Regions from separate parts of the Mus musculus genome. Here regions 1 and 2 are each linked to region 3. The links are chromatin contacts, called in public Hi-C and HiChIP or PLAC-seq maps. All regions are on one chromosome and are shown on one strand. The core of a region is the stretch at or near the end of the contact, and the rest is flanking DNA. Distances in the headings are between cores, read along the strand shown.

Region 1 (4,600 bases), core at 1,174-3,673, 200 kb after region 3:
CTTTTGTAGCCAAATGGTCTTAAGAATACAGGAAAGATCAACAATATCTGGAAGCTAGGGTTAAGGGTTGCCTCCATCAGTGCCAAAATTGAAAGACTATCTCTGTTACAATGACAATGGCTTTACAATCTTAACACCACACGTTACACAAACTTAGTATCACAATCTTTAAATCAATCACTTAATGCAAGTAATAAATTAGAAAACTAACCTTCCACATCATGAGCGCTCCCATCATGAAAGGACTAAACACAGTCAGAAAGCAATACACAGAGGCAAGGTCGAAGCTAAACAATGGTAAAGGGAAGAGTAAAGATTTAGAATTCACACTGTGACTAAAGTTATATTCTGGTAAGAGGACACTCAGTAATTCTCTGAAAGCAACTCTTACTAAAACTGAATCATAGTAGAATGAACAAAATAGGTCTCTATGCTAATCCCCTTTATTATCTATCGTATTATACTTCATTGTATTATTGAATATAAAACAAGGAAAAGGAACTGGGGAAATGGTTCAATAGTTAAGAGCAGTTGCTGCTTTTTGAAAACATACACACACAAACCAAAATTAAATAAATATAAAAAAATTACCTGTTAATAGAAGCTATATTTCCAGTTCCAAAAAATGCAGTTAATAAAAAGAAAACCTACACAGTTAAGGAAATACCGACACAACTCTGAATTAATACAATTTCTTTCTTTCCGAATCATTTATTCTTCTCTAATTGTCAAGATAATCTTTCAAGTGGAAGATTTCCAACTCTACATCCAAATCAGGCATGCGCTCCTGATGAGCTTAGGTCAGATCACCTGCAAAGGGCATTCTCATTTACCGTGAAGGGAAAAAGAACAGGAGTTCAAGCCTGTTTCTCCTGCCACTTTAGCCAAAGCTTTTGAACCATGAGTTTTGTTAAGATCTCTTTTTCATTTAGGAAAATAAAAGCCAATTCTACCACAAAAGCAATTTGCTTTTTTATCCGTTTAATCATCATGAATTGTTTGAAAGGGATGGTTGAGAGCATCCCTGGTGAGCACATCACAAAGATCTGAAAACTATTAGGATCATGGAGTTGCTGGTGACTTCTGAGAAGTCTACTTTCCTTTTCTCAAGCAGCGACAAGATGAACTATGTCTGCAGTTGTTGCTCATGACTTCTTTTTCAAAAGGATGTAGGCTAGGTTCTTCAAAAGGCTCTCTTTCTATATATAAATACACTTTAGAATAACTCAATAGAGAATGTCAAACATTTTAAACATTTATTGAACTATTATTATCATTAATATTAGTATTATGTATGATACGTGTACATGAGCATGGGCACAGGAATACTCACAGTGAGGATTTGGAAGTTAAAGGACAACTTTGGGGAGTTCATTCTCTCCTTCTCCAGTGGATTCTGAGAACTAACCACAGGTCAAGCTTACACCGTATATTCACTACTTTCTATTGCTGTGATAAAGCAATGATGACCAGCAATTTGGGGAGGAAGGAGTTATGTGGTTAACACATTGGTATCAGAGTACTTCACTGTGGGAAGATAAGGCAGGAAACTGGAGGCAGAAACTGAAGCAGAGACCATGGAGAAATGCTGCTTACTCATTAGCTAACAATGACTTGCTCAGCTTGCTTTCCTTATGCAAACAGGACCACCAGCTCAGGGGCAGTACCACCCACAGTGGACTGGGTCATTAATCAAGAAAATGTCCAACAGGCTTGCCCACAGGCAATCTGATGGAGGCAATTCCTCAACTGAGGTTCCCTCTTCCCAGTGATTCTAGTTTGTGCCAAGTTGACAAAAACTAATCACCACACACACAAAGAGGGCTTTTACCTGCTGCACCATTATGCTGGCTACACTTCTTGAACTTTGATTTGTATTAAGTATCAATCCTGTTAGTGTCCAGGACTTATAGCAAAGTACTCAAAGTGCCGCCTGACTCAGTGAAAGCTCTTGTTAAAATAAGACCTTTTAACAACACACATGGCACAGAGTCTTGTATAAGACTCTGCAAGGAAACCATGACAACTAGAGAAAAGGCAGCATCTGAGCCGGGGAGCTGAACCATGAAGGTATCCATGCAGCCATTTGCTAAGTTCCTACCTAACAAACCAGCATTTATTGTCTAGTACCTGTCTGAAACAAAGGTATGTATTAAGAACATAAATGTGAGTGAAATTATCTTAAGGTGACTTAGATATGCTAGTAAAATTGGTAGACATAGTGGAAAATTACATTACATCATCATCAAACAGTAGATAGGTGTGGTAAGATCTAATGGCTCATTGAAAAAATTAAGTAATATAGACTTTACTAACATGTTAATAAAAACTTTGAACTTTCACCTTTTTGTGGAAATAATACTGGAAGCAAACAGTTCAGGTATGTGACATAATAAAACCCATGTGATTTGTGATACACAAGCATTGGAAGACAGAGGAAGGAGGCTGTCTACAGAGCTGGTTCAGTGGTTCAGGTCAGAGGCAGGAGGCTGGCTAAAGAGCTGCTTTGGGTAGAAGCAGCTGCCACTCAGTTGAACAAGATCAAGCAAAGGAAGAAAAGGAAAACAGAGTGTTACAAAAAATGAAGAAAAGGAAACAAACAGTTGGAGAAGACAGTAGACTTCCTAGAAGAAATAGGAAGAGGGGCAAAGAAGGGATTGGTCAAAGGACAAACTTTTCAATTATCTATGATAAATAAGGTCTGGACAGCTAAGGAATAGTATGGTAATAGTTAATAAACTGTATTGTGTTGAAGCCTGCTAAGACAGTAGATCTTAATTATTCTCACAAGGGAGGGAGGACAGGAGGGAAGGAGGAAGTATGGGAAAAGAAATGTGAAGGAGGAGGGAAAGAAAGGAGGGATGAAATGCATATGGCAGCTGAACAGGTGAGGATGTGACAATTACTTTGAGTGATCATCTTGTGTTTGTCAAAGCAACAAGTTATACACCTCCAATGTTTAAAATTTTTATTAATTTTACCTCAGTAGAGCTGAAAATTTAAGTAAAAATTAAAAAAGAATCATCCCCTATGACTTTCTTGCAGCTTGCCAGTAGGTCCCTCTGAGCTGAGGCTTCATCATGTGTCTTTCAAACTTGTAATGTTCAGTAATTCATCTGATGGAGCCAAGGCCATGAGACAGCTATGACCTGAAAAGCCTCAGGAAAGTACACAAAATGCAAACTTCTAATAGTTTCTTCTAGGGCAGAAGAAATTAGATAGGAGTTAAGAGTTGAAAGGAGAATTCAGGTTTAGCTTTGACATATTATTTTCTAAGGAGTGTATGCATAAGTGAAAAACTCTTAACTGCTAAGACACTGAATGGTGGAACATATCAATTGTCACTTTCCTAGAGCTAAAACTGTCTTTTGTTGAACTAGTAGGGGTTGAGCCCAGAGCTTGCTAAGTAAGCCCTCTATCCTTGAGATGAATGTCTCGCACCTGCCATCTCCAAATTTTTGGTGAGAACTATGCATGTGGAAAACTCAAGTTGAGAAGAGAGTTAATAGCCTCAATCACCACCATTACGTAACAAGCAGAAACACCTTCTATATCATCTTACGCTATTAAAAAGGTTGGAAGATCTTAACAATCCCAGAGCAAAGGATACTAGGAAAAAGGCCCTACGGATGTCATCCGGACAGAGCTGTCGGAACTGAGCTATATCAGTGTCACAGGTGAACTGGATGCTGGTGAGCTGGAGGTAACAAGAAAGCATTAATACACAATAGCAATTGGGTTACATACTGACTTATGGACAAATTAAGATAAGTCAACATAGCTAAGACTTATACTGTGCCTACAATAAAACAAATAGAAAAACAAAACAAAACAAAAAACCCCACAACAGTGAAATAGCTTAAATACATCTTACTACAACCCACTGAAAAGTAAAATATGTTAGTAACATGCTCAATGGAGTTATGGTGCTATTGTGTTTATGCTACTTCACATAAACATTCCACTTTCAAATCGTTATTCAGAGACTTCATTTATCAGTGTTCTGGTCTTTTAAAATCAGTAATATAATCTTAAAAAGATGACACTAAGTAAGCATTTACCCCTATAATGTCCTTGTAGGTTGGAGAATATTTTATTATACCCAAATCAAAGCAGCAATAGTTTGTAGAGCTACCTTCTGTTTACAAGAAACACCAGGCTGTTGAAGGGTCTCTTGTTCCACTTGGATCCAGACAAACATCAAACAGGACAGCACTAAAGGAAAGAGAGCTTCATACCTAAGAGACAGGGAGGGAGAACAGAGCTGAAACCACTAACAAAGAAAGCTGAAAGTCAAAACTAGAAATCATTCACAAAATCATTTGGATGGGAGGCTGGGAAGACTGCTCAGCAGTTAAAAGCAGCTGCTGCTCTTATATAGGACCCATGTTTGATGTCCAGAACCCAGTCAGTAGCTTGCTATCATGCCAGGTCCAAAGATCTGTTGCCCTCTTCTGGCTTGTGGAGACACCAGACACACACAGTACATATATGTGAAGGCAAAACAGTCATACTCATAAAATAAAAATGAAATAAACCTTAAAAAAATAACTGCAGTGTATTTCAAAATCTGTAAGATTTTTTAGACAAGGGTAGGAAA
Region 2 (4,408 bases), core at 571-3,070, 180 kb before region 3:
CCACAGTACCTGTAACATAAACATTGACTTTCATAATATCTTTTAAGAGTCTGCACGGTTAAAGTCGACAGTGTTTTCAGATCATTGAGAAAGGACTTTGGACCTGCTTTCATTCTCAATCAACCGCCTTAGGTTTAAAAAAAAAAAAACCCACACACCATCTCTATCCTGTACCTTTTCAAACAAGAGTGGAAGGATAAGAGGGAGTAAGACACAAACACCCTAGACATTGATGACTTGATGCTGTGGGAAACCTGCTTGGATAGGCGACCTGCTGTCTTCCTTGAACCCTGGCTCCGTGGCACTGCCATCCACCCTAGTTTAATATGTATTTTCATACACAGCTCAGTCCTTCTAGTCTCTGACATGCTATCAGTTCCTTCTGGGACAATTTGTACAACGTTGGAGTTCCATTAGTCACAGTTCCTGGGACCTGAGGGCAGCCGAAACTGTTCTAGGGTTAGTCTTGCGGTTTCCTCTCTCAGATACTGAAAGACTGGGAGCTTTTAGTTCCTGGGAGTTTTCTGATATTTATGTGTGGCCTTATTTAAAAAAGAAAAAAGTTTCCATTAGTCTGTTTATTTTTAGCTATAGTATTAAATATCCCAGTAGAAAAATAGAAGATCACAGACGCGAAAGGTCCTGTTAGCTTCCCAGCTGGAGTCATGCTGTTTAGAGGCTCAAAGTGGCTAAGTCCCGAGCCATTAATACCCTGGGAAAAAATGGAGTGCAGTTGTGCCTCTGAGATGCTTTCCTGACTTTAAGGACACTTTTATACTCTATTCCGGGAAAAGAAAACACATAATAGCCAAATACAGGCAGACTTTTTAGGTGCAGGAATGAGTGTCGACAGGACCCCTTAATGTTCTTCTAGCTAATCTTAAACTGCAGGCCAGACCCAGCCAAAGCACAATGAAAGTTGATGTATTAGGATGCAGCCAAGAACCCACTAGCATCAAGCCAGTCTGGGCCTTCTGCAGGCTTATGGGTGGTGGTGGTGGTGGTGGTGGTGGTGGTGGTGTGTGTGTGTGTGTGTGTAACTCACTAGTTTATGAACCAGACAGTCAATGTTAGTAACAGAAATGACTCTCAGAGCAGATGCTGTTTCTGCTGACTGCCATATTGCCAGCTCTGATGTGACTCTAACATTTTGAGCATAGATTAGATAAAAATTAGAATTAGACACAAAGGGTGAGATTTTCTCTAAAGACCTAGAAATGTCATTGTCAACATTCAGTTCTCTGCAGAAAAATGCAGTGCCCTGATCTTGTACTCCCTCTGTGTCCACGGGGCTCAGATGTGCAGCACAAACTCCTGTGTCACAAAGCCCTTAAAATACAGAGGTCTGAACTCACAGATTTCCTGGATCCTATAAAAAGGCTCTGGGGGCAAGCCAGGTGATGAGACCCACACAGAAGCTGTGGCTTCCTTCTCTCCTGGAGATGAGGGTGGATAAATATCAGTAGTGCCTCTCCTGTCTGCCCTCAAAGACTTCAATCTGGGATGCAAACTGGGAAGAACTCTGTTGTTGACTAGAAGAAATCAGGGAAATGAGCAGGCCAGCTAATTGTGAAACAATTTAACAAAGCTAAATTAGCAATAAGAAGAGGCAAAAGGATTTCTAGAGCCACTCGGGTATCCAGGGTGAAGTAAGAAGGCAATGAAGTTAGAAGAGAGCAATTTAAAAATTAACCCGTGTGTGAACTTACTCTGTTCAGAACAGGAATTCGAAAGCAAACAAAGACCAGTTGAGGCCCTCCTCCCTCCGGAGCAGGATTGGCATTTTAGAGGAGAAATTGATTGGTGGAGAACCCACTCTGCTGGGTAATTAAACAAGTATGCCGATCAATAGTCAGTATCTGGGATTTGGAAGCTCACTGCAAGCTAACACAGGGACACAGAAGGGAGGGGGAGGAACTGCTGGTTGCTTCGGGCAAGGCTAGAGCTTTAAGGGTTTTACACTAAAAGATAAATGCATGTTCCTTTCACCTTCCTTGCTTTAAAAACCTCTTTGATTCAGTATTAACCCAGACAAAAGGAAGAGCCTCCACTCCAAGCATTCTTCTCTTGGTGACAGGTGACAGTTTTAAAGGGTCCAATTTGTGATTACATTGTTCACTTATGCAATGCAATTAAGCTGCCGGTTAGGTTCATGTTGCTTTAAGAAAAATATGATCAAGTTACTTATTAGCTACCTTGAACCTGTCTCCCTAAGAATTAGAAGGCTGGCCAAGGATCAGTCCCAGCAGAGCTGGAGCTATCTGCTTTTCTGTTTGTTGTGGTCATAGAACCCATCGGATCATGAGCATGCTGTGTGTGTGGCTAAACATCTGCAGCTGCCCAGGCACAGGCCAGGCTCATTAGATGACTGGGCCTACTGGCCACCTGCCAAGGCATCTGACACAAGTGGGAGAAGGCTAACCTAACTCTCCCCTAGAAGCTAGGCGGTGGATACTTGTCTTCAGCACTCAGCAGAGGAAGCTGGGAGATGACCAGGCCAGTGAAAAGTCAGAAATAGAAAGGGCGTGGCTTCAGCTCTGAGATGCATGGTCAAGGCTGTCTCTGTGCTGCTGCTTTGTCTTGGTCTTGGTGGAAGTAAAATGGAAGGAAGACTTGGGGCCATCACCTCACCCTACACCCTGCACTCTGCTCCCTGCACCCTGCACCCTGCACCCTGCTCCCTGCTCCCTGCACCCTGCACCCTGCTCCCTGCACCCTGCTCCCTGCACCCTGCACCCTGCACCCTGCACCCTGCACCCTGCTCCCTGCACACTGCACCCTGCACCCTGCACCCTGCTCCCTGCACCCTGCACCCTGCTCCCTGCACCCTGCTCCCTGCACCCTGCTCCCTGCACCCTGCACCCTGCACCCTGCACCCTGCACCCTGCACCCTGCACCCTGCTCCCTGCTCCCTGCTCCCTGCTCCCTGTACCCTGCACCCTGCATCCTGCACACACTTGTCCAGGATTTCCTGCATTCCTGGACTTTTACAGAGGAAACAAGTTTCTTCCATTCCTTGCTTATCCATGAAGTATAAGCTTTCTAGCTGAGAATAATTGCAAAGGTGGTGTAATTGGTCTACAAATTGCTCTACAGTGAGGAATCTTGCAAGCACAACTAGCTAATGCACAACAAAAGCAACCACTGGTGGTTCCGAAGGAAAGAGCTGTTCTAGGTATGAACAAGTGATTTTCAGCTCAAAGATTTATGCTACAAAATTCTGGAGTCATTGAGAAAACAGGATTTAATACTTATTTTGTATCTTATTATTTTTACGATGATAATAATTACTTTATTGATATTGTTATGGTTAATGGCTATAAGTCTCAGGTGAGCTGGGAAAGTCCAGACAGGAAAGTTTACACACTGATAACATCTTCTGGCAGTTAGGAGCTGGGAAGTAACTGACAATAAGGGCAACATATTGATAAGAACATCCGAGTGGCATTTTATGACCCTGATATTTCAGGAAACAGATCTGAAGACGAAATTTTTACATTATTTTTTTTTATTACGCATTTTCCTCAATTACATTTCCAATGCTATCCCAAAAGTCCCACATACCCTCCCCCCCCACTCCCCTACCCACCCATTCCCACTTTTTGGCCCTGGCGTTACCCTGTACTGGGGCATATAAAGTTTGCATGTCCAATGGGCCTCTCTTTCCAGTGATGGCTTACTAGGCCATATTTTGATACATATGCAGCTAGAGTCAAGAGCTCCGGGGTACTGGTTAGTTCATAATGTTGTTGCACCTACAGGTTTGCAGATCTCTCTAGCTCCTTGGTTACTTTCTCTAGCTCCTCCACTGGGGGCCCTGTGATCCATCCAATAGCTGACTGTGAGCATCCACTTCTGTGTTTGCTAGGCCCCAGCATAGTCTCACAAGAGACAGCTATATCAGGGTCCTTTCAGCAAACTCTTGCTAGTGTATGCAATGGTGTCATTGATTGGAGGCTGATTATGGGAGGGATCCCTGAATATGGCAGTCTCTAGAGGGTCCATCCTTTTGTCTCAGCTCCAAACTTTGTCTCTGTCACTCCTTCCATGGGTAATTGTTTCCAATTCTAAGAAGGGGCAAAGTGTCCACACTTTGGACTTCGTTCTTCTTCAGTTTCATGTGTTTTACAAATTGTCTCTTATATCTTGGGTATACTAAGTTTCTGGGCTAATATCCACTTATCAGTAAGTACATATCATTTGAGTTCTTTTGTGATTGTGTTACCTCACTCAGGATGATGCCCTCCAGGTCCAACCATTTGCCTAGGAATTTCATAAATTCATTCTTTTTAATAGCTGAGTAGTACTCCATTGTGTAAATGTACCACATTTTTTGTATCCATTTCTCTGTTGAGGGGCATCTGGGTTCTTTCCAGCTTCTGGCTATTATAAATAAGGCTGCTATGAA
Region 3 (5,004 bases), core at 1,902-4,401:
GACCCCAGGAAGAAGATGATGTAAAGAAGATGACCCCAGGGAGCTGATGTAAATCAACATTTCATTATGAGTTATCACAGCACATGATGAAAAATTACAATAAAATCTAATACTACACTATAGCTATCTTTGTTCTTGGACATGCAATTACATGTGCAGGCAGCTATTTTTCTATGTGGAAAATTGTGTGTGAGGGTTTTTTTTTTTCCTATTAAAAAGCCACACCCTTGATTCTATTGCATTATTACATTCCCTATTATTCCATCACGTGGTTTTTCTTCTTGCTGTAATCCAGGACACACCCAGAATTACTGCTGACAGAAAAATCACCTGTCAACATACCTTCATCCTAACACCATGTTGGTAATCTTGTCTCTGCAAAGCAGTAGCCTTTGTTTTAGCTAGAACAAAATGACTGCCCCACTTCTAATGGTTTTCCAAGCTTTCAGTAGAAGGGTCAACGTTGGTGTCACTCCTGGTTTTAAAGCCACCTTTAGAAGCAAAACTATCCTAGAACAGAATGACAAACATCTTAAGCTCTTTAATTAGTTTTAGAGGGATTTTCGAGAAAAACTGTAAAGAGCATCCACTCTGGTCCTTGATGCTGTTATACTGCAAAAGAGGTCTCAGGAGCCAATGGTCCTCAACAATCTGACCTCCCTATAAGGAAAGCCTGGATCTAGCCCATGCTCCAGCCCATGGGATGCTAAAAGCTCTGGATTCTAGGAAGGCATGCCAGTGCTGAAATGTGTGTCCTGGTACATCTGAAGGTGAGTTTTCAATGAATTCTATCATGATAGGCCAGAGTTTTAGGGAAAGAACCAAAATCTAAAGGAAAAAAATGGAGAAAGAGAGGATAATGATTTGTGTCTATATAAAGGGAAACATAACTAAAGCTCTGTCTCTTCTATGTTCGTTCTGCTCCTACCCAGCAGCCCTCTCTGCTACCTGCCAGTAATTTAGCATCAGCCTGCCCTGATACTTTGGCAATGAAAAGATGGGAGAGAAACAGTCCTTCTTCCTCAGAAGGCCACTGCATGTGACCAATGCCCGAACTGAGCACTGGTCAAATATCTTATGAGCTTTATGATTATTAACTTTCCCACAATATCTTTAATTAGAAGACATCTCCACTTTACACAAAACACTGTCTTATCCAAACCCATATTTATGTACAACTGTCTGTGTACTGACAGCATCAAAATTCACACCATCCAGTGGAACTAATACAGGTCCAATATAAGTGGCTCCCAGTGACCTCTCCAAAAGGAAAGGATGAAGTCATTTGCAATGTTGGTGGAACAAGACATTCGAGTGAAGTCCCAAAGGTAGGACAGACTTTTTTTGCTTGCTTGGGTGGCCCCTACTCCCTCACAAATACAAATGCTGTGAAAGCAGAAACACCCAGGCAGCCCTGTGTCAGCGCTGTGGGCCCAAATGACCCAGAGACACCCAGGCAGTTACCCAGATCATTGGGGTTACCTGAATCTGTCACGCGTCCCTTTCACCCCCTTCTGCGTGTTGACATCAAGTGGAAACAGTAAGCGTTTGGGAGACAAGAGGCTGACAAGCAGGAAGCGCGATTGAGACCCAGCTTTGTTCAGCCTGCAGTGAAATACATGCAGTAATAGTTAGATACTCCCAGCACAGACAGAAATCCAAGCACCCTCCGAGACCACTGGAACACGAGTAGGCGTCCCGAGAGGATGAGAATGGGGGGTAGAAGACTGGTAAAACAGGGAAGGGTCATTAAGGCTCTCCTGGATAAATAATCACCTCCTGGCTCCTCTGCAGTCTACGCCCCCCCTGCCGCGCCCCCAAGTTATCCCGCGGTAAAGCGGCTACCATCAACCGTAATGCCTCAGAAATATAGGAGTCAGGATGGAGAATACCATCATCTTTTTAAGGCAAAATGCTAGCAAAATACACGAGTTAAGCCCACACAGCTAGCAATGCGGGGCATGTAGTCGCCTGCCCAGACAAACACACACACACACACACACACACACACACACACACAATCAGGGATGCATCTGAGAGTATCCTTTCGTTGCCTGGCCACCACCTCAAGTCACTGTCTCTGTTTTGTCAATTACCCTACTGTTTCCAAATCTATGCAGCACTCCCCCACCACACCCCCACGGTAGGCGGGATCCCAAACCAACACTGTGGAGAAGCTCCCCACAAGTCCTGCCGGCTTTGTCCTGCTGCTGTCCTTCCAGAAGCAAGCGCCCCAGGCCCGTGGGTCCGCACAAAAGACCCCCAGAATCTGGCCCTCCATTCGGCCCCCTTTTCCAATAATGGCTTGGGGGCAACTTCTAGCTAGGAATCGGGAGTAGGAAGGCAGGACAGGACTGGAGGGGACGACCCAGGGCTTGAGAATGCTGGGGGGGGGGGGGGGGCACGGCAGGGATGTGCGCGCACCTCAAGGGCGCGTGCGGCGCGTGCATGAGGCGAGCTCCCGGGACCAGAGCTCCAGGGGGCATCCCAGGACTCCGAGGAACCAGAGTCAGCTGCCATGACCCCATCGCGCTCCCAACTCAAAGCAAAGCCCGAGGAAAACCCAACTCCCGGGACCACCTCCTCGAGAGACGCCTCTCCAGCTCCGCACTCCTTTAACCAAACAAACCACCCCAATCATAGTCCAGGAAGAACCTCCAGTTATATCTCAGGCTACCGTTGCCCTTTCCCGCTTTCTCCTAGGCACAGCCTTCCACGCGAGTCCCCTCTGCACCCGGGACCTGGGAGCACACTGAACAGGAAAACAAACCGAAACTCACTGACCTCTCTCAGCAGCAGGCTCGGCTCTGTTACGCCGCCGGCGGCTGCAGCAACGTCGGAAGCATCCCGGGGGTCCGCACTGCCCGCTGCGCTCTGCTAGACGAGCGCTGAGGGCCGGCTGCTGCCTGCTCCTCCCGCCGCAGGTTGCGGGGCAGCGCGGGCAGAGTGGCGGCAGCGCCTCCCGCAGCCCAGCCCTGCTCGTCTCTCCTTTGGCTTCAGGCGGCGCCCTCCACCTGCCCGGCTGTCCTCCGCCTCCACGATCGGACACCCGCCGCCAGGCACCGGACACTGAGCGGAAGCTTTTGGTGTCACCCCCAGAGACCCAAGCACTGAAGGGAGCGGGAGGCTGAGTGAGCTCTGCTCCGCGGACCGCCCCTCCCCGGCGGCTCCACCCCCTCCCGCACTCCACCCGGCAGCTTGGCCGGCACGTCCGACTGTCTGTCTGTCGGTCGGTCCCCAGTGGCCAACCTCTTGGTGTGGGTGGGGAAGCAGGGACGCGCCCTCTACCCACCGTAGACCAGCGAGCACCTGGACCGAGCACGGAAGGAGGACCTGAACGGTATCAGGTGTGACCTAGAGGCCGAGCACCACAGGCTAGAACGACTGGGACTGGCCAAGGTGGTGACCCAGCTGCGGCTCTGGACTCAAGACCACAGGGGAGAGGGAGGAGTCTAGGCTATTGCCTTTCCCCTGGGTTCTTTTTGGCTGCCCCTGAAAGTTCACTAACCCAACAAGGGCAGGAACCTGTCAGCATGGAACGGGATATGCTCCCAAAGAGCCCCACAGGGACACCTCACACCTCAACCTCCTGTGTAAAGGAAGCTCACAGGAGAGGTGAACAGGAAGGAGCCTAGAGGGTCTACTAAGTTTACCCTATTGCCCACCTTAAAACCCAACTTCAGGCTCAGAGGTAAAGTGCTTGCTTGCCTAGGGTGCATGAATCTGGATTTATCCTCTGTACTCCTAAACAGAAACAAAGCCCTTACCTTTGGGATATGCTTTTAATGTCATGTAACCCCAGGAGAATCTAAAGATAAGGTCTCTTCCTGCTTTTTCACTTAACATATAGTGGAGAAAAGGGGAGATAGGTGTCCCCTGCTGGTCTGGGGCACCATGCCTGAGTTCTGGGGCCTTTTGGGATCCATTCTATTAAGAAACTGAAAACTGACCTGAGTTATGTCTCCTCATCTCTGTGGTTCAGCTAAAGGAGCTCTGTTAATGCACAGAGCAAATGGCTTCTTCTAGACTTCAGGTACTGGGCTCCCTTCATGGGTCCTATGTTCCTTCTTACACAGCAGTGGTTCTCAACCTTCCTAATACCGTGACCCTTTAACACAGTTGCTCATGTTATGGTGACCCCCCCAGCCATAAAATTGTTTTTGTTGCTAACTTCATATAGCAACATTAGCTACTGTTACAAATCAGAATGCAACTATCTGTGTTTTCCAATGGTCTTTTGTGACCCCTGAAGGGGTTGTGACCCACAGGTTGAGAACTGCTGTTGTTCCAGAAGTCCTGAGACCCATGATGGCTCTGTATGAGCTAATGAATCCGTGTTGGCAGCTGGTCCTACTTGCTTTGTCCCACGTGTACAACTTGTGAATTGGTGTTCCAATCAGGCTATTAACACATCGGGAGGCGGGGGCGCGGGGGGGGGGGCGGGGGGGGGACCTGCATCCGGGAGACCCACAAAGCTTGCAGTCTCTGGATCCCAGTAGGAGCTCTGCTTCCTCCAGTCACCAGGCAGACTCTTGCTCCATTGTTCCCTTATCACCTCTACAGCACCCACAGAGGCTCTGCATGCATGTCTTAGGAACCTAAGGTTACTTTGCAAGAATATCTTTAACTTCACCATCAATGTGGGGGTGGGATTAGCCCAGTGGAGGTTGTACAGACCTCCTGCAGAGGCAGAAGGATCTCTGTAAGTTCGAGGCCAGCTTGATCTACAGAGCAAGTTCTAGACAATCAGGGCTACATAGAAAAACCCTGTCTCAAAAAAATAATTTTTTTTAATAAAAAAATTAAAAAGGCCTTTTGGAGGCAGAGTCTCATACATGTAGCCTAGGCTAAGCTGGAATTTATCAGGCAGCACAGACCATTCTGGTACTCCTCCTGCCTCATTTTCCTAAGAACTGGAATTCCTAGTTTTTAGTTATATTTTATTTAGGGAGAGGGGTGCACACCGGTGACAGTATAGGTATGGAGGACAGGTTGCACTTTCAA

Evidence for each region. Hi-C and Micro-C count contacts between places; a contact is called where the count stands out from the background. HiChIP or PLAC-seq counts read pairs in DNA pulled down with a chosen protein or histone mark.
Region 1: a FOXA1 HiChIP or PLAC-seq map of pancreatic cancer cells shows a contact between it and region 3. The contact joins the enhancer-like site here to the promoter of Rnf152 in region 3. A contact is called at or near these places in 1 of 484 Hi-C or Micro-C datasets (nephron progenitors), 2 of 115 datasets of contacts at active chromatin or transcription factors (embryonic stem cells and pancreatic cancer cells) and 2 of 9 other capture datasets (adipose tissue and embryonic stem cells).
Region 2: a contact with region 3 is called in a Hi-C map of liver, with 2.7 times the contacts expected there. The contact joins the enhancer-like site here to the promoter of Rnf152 in region 3. A contact is called at or near these places in 2 of 39 promoter capture datasets (both in liver), 11 of 484 Hi-C or Micro-C datasets (the HPC-7 cell line, the Patski cell line, bone marrow-derived macrophages and 3 more), 5 of 115 datasets of contacts at active chromatin or transcription factors (bone marrow-derived macrophages, kidney, liver and 2 more) and 4 of 9 other capture datasets (adipose tissue, embryonic stem cells, liver and 1 more).

The regions. Positions count from the first base shown.
Region 1 is chr1:105,553,853-105,558,452 of GRCm38.p6, forward strand. It overlaps Pign (phosphatidylinositol glycan anchor biosynthesis, class N), which reads right to left. Exons shown (of 31, transcript NM_013784.3): 24 at 4,136-4,238; 25 at 3,611-3,697; 26 at 592-647; 27 at 212-287. Among named protein-coding and RNA genes, the nearest start is that of Pign, 110 kb to the right of the region's middle. Within about 2 kb of position 2,424, at least 5 of the 459 cell types and tissues checked have an H3K27ac peak or open chromatin away from gene starts, as enhancers often do. A contact at or near this core is called in pancreatic cancer cells, where this site is marked.
Region 2 is chr1:105,177,186-105,181,593 of GRCm38.p6, forward strand. No RefSeq gene overlaps it. Among named protein-coding and RNA genes, the nearest start is that of Gm41925, 56 kb to the left of the region's middle. Within about 2 kb of position 1,821, at least 84 of the 459 cell types and tissues checked have an H3K27ac peak or open chromatin away from gene starts, as enhancers often do. A contact at or near this core is called in adipose tissue, bone marrow-derived macrophages, cerebral cortex and 4 more, where this site is marked.
Region 3 is chr1:105,353,559-105,358,562 of GRCm38.p6, forward strand. Rnf152 (ring finger protein 152) reads right to left here and starts at 3,152. Exons shown (of 3, transcript NM_178779.4): 1 at 2,785-3,152; 2 at 1,483-1,605. Gm17634 (predicted gene, 17634) reads left to right here and starts at 2,449. Exons shown (of 2, transcript NR_151540.1): 1 at 2,449-3,347.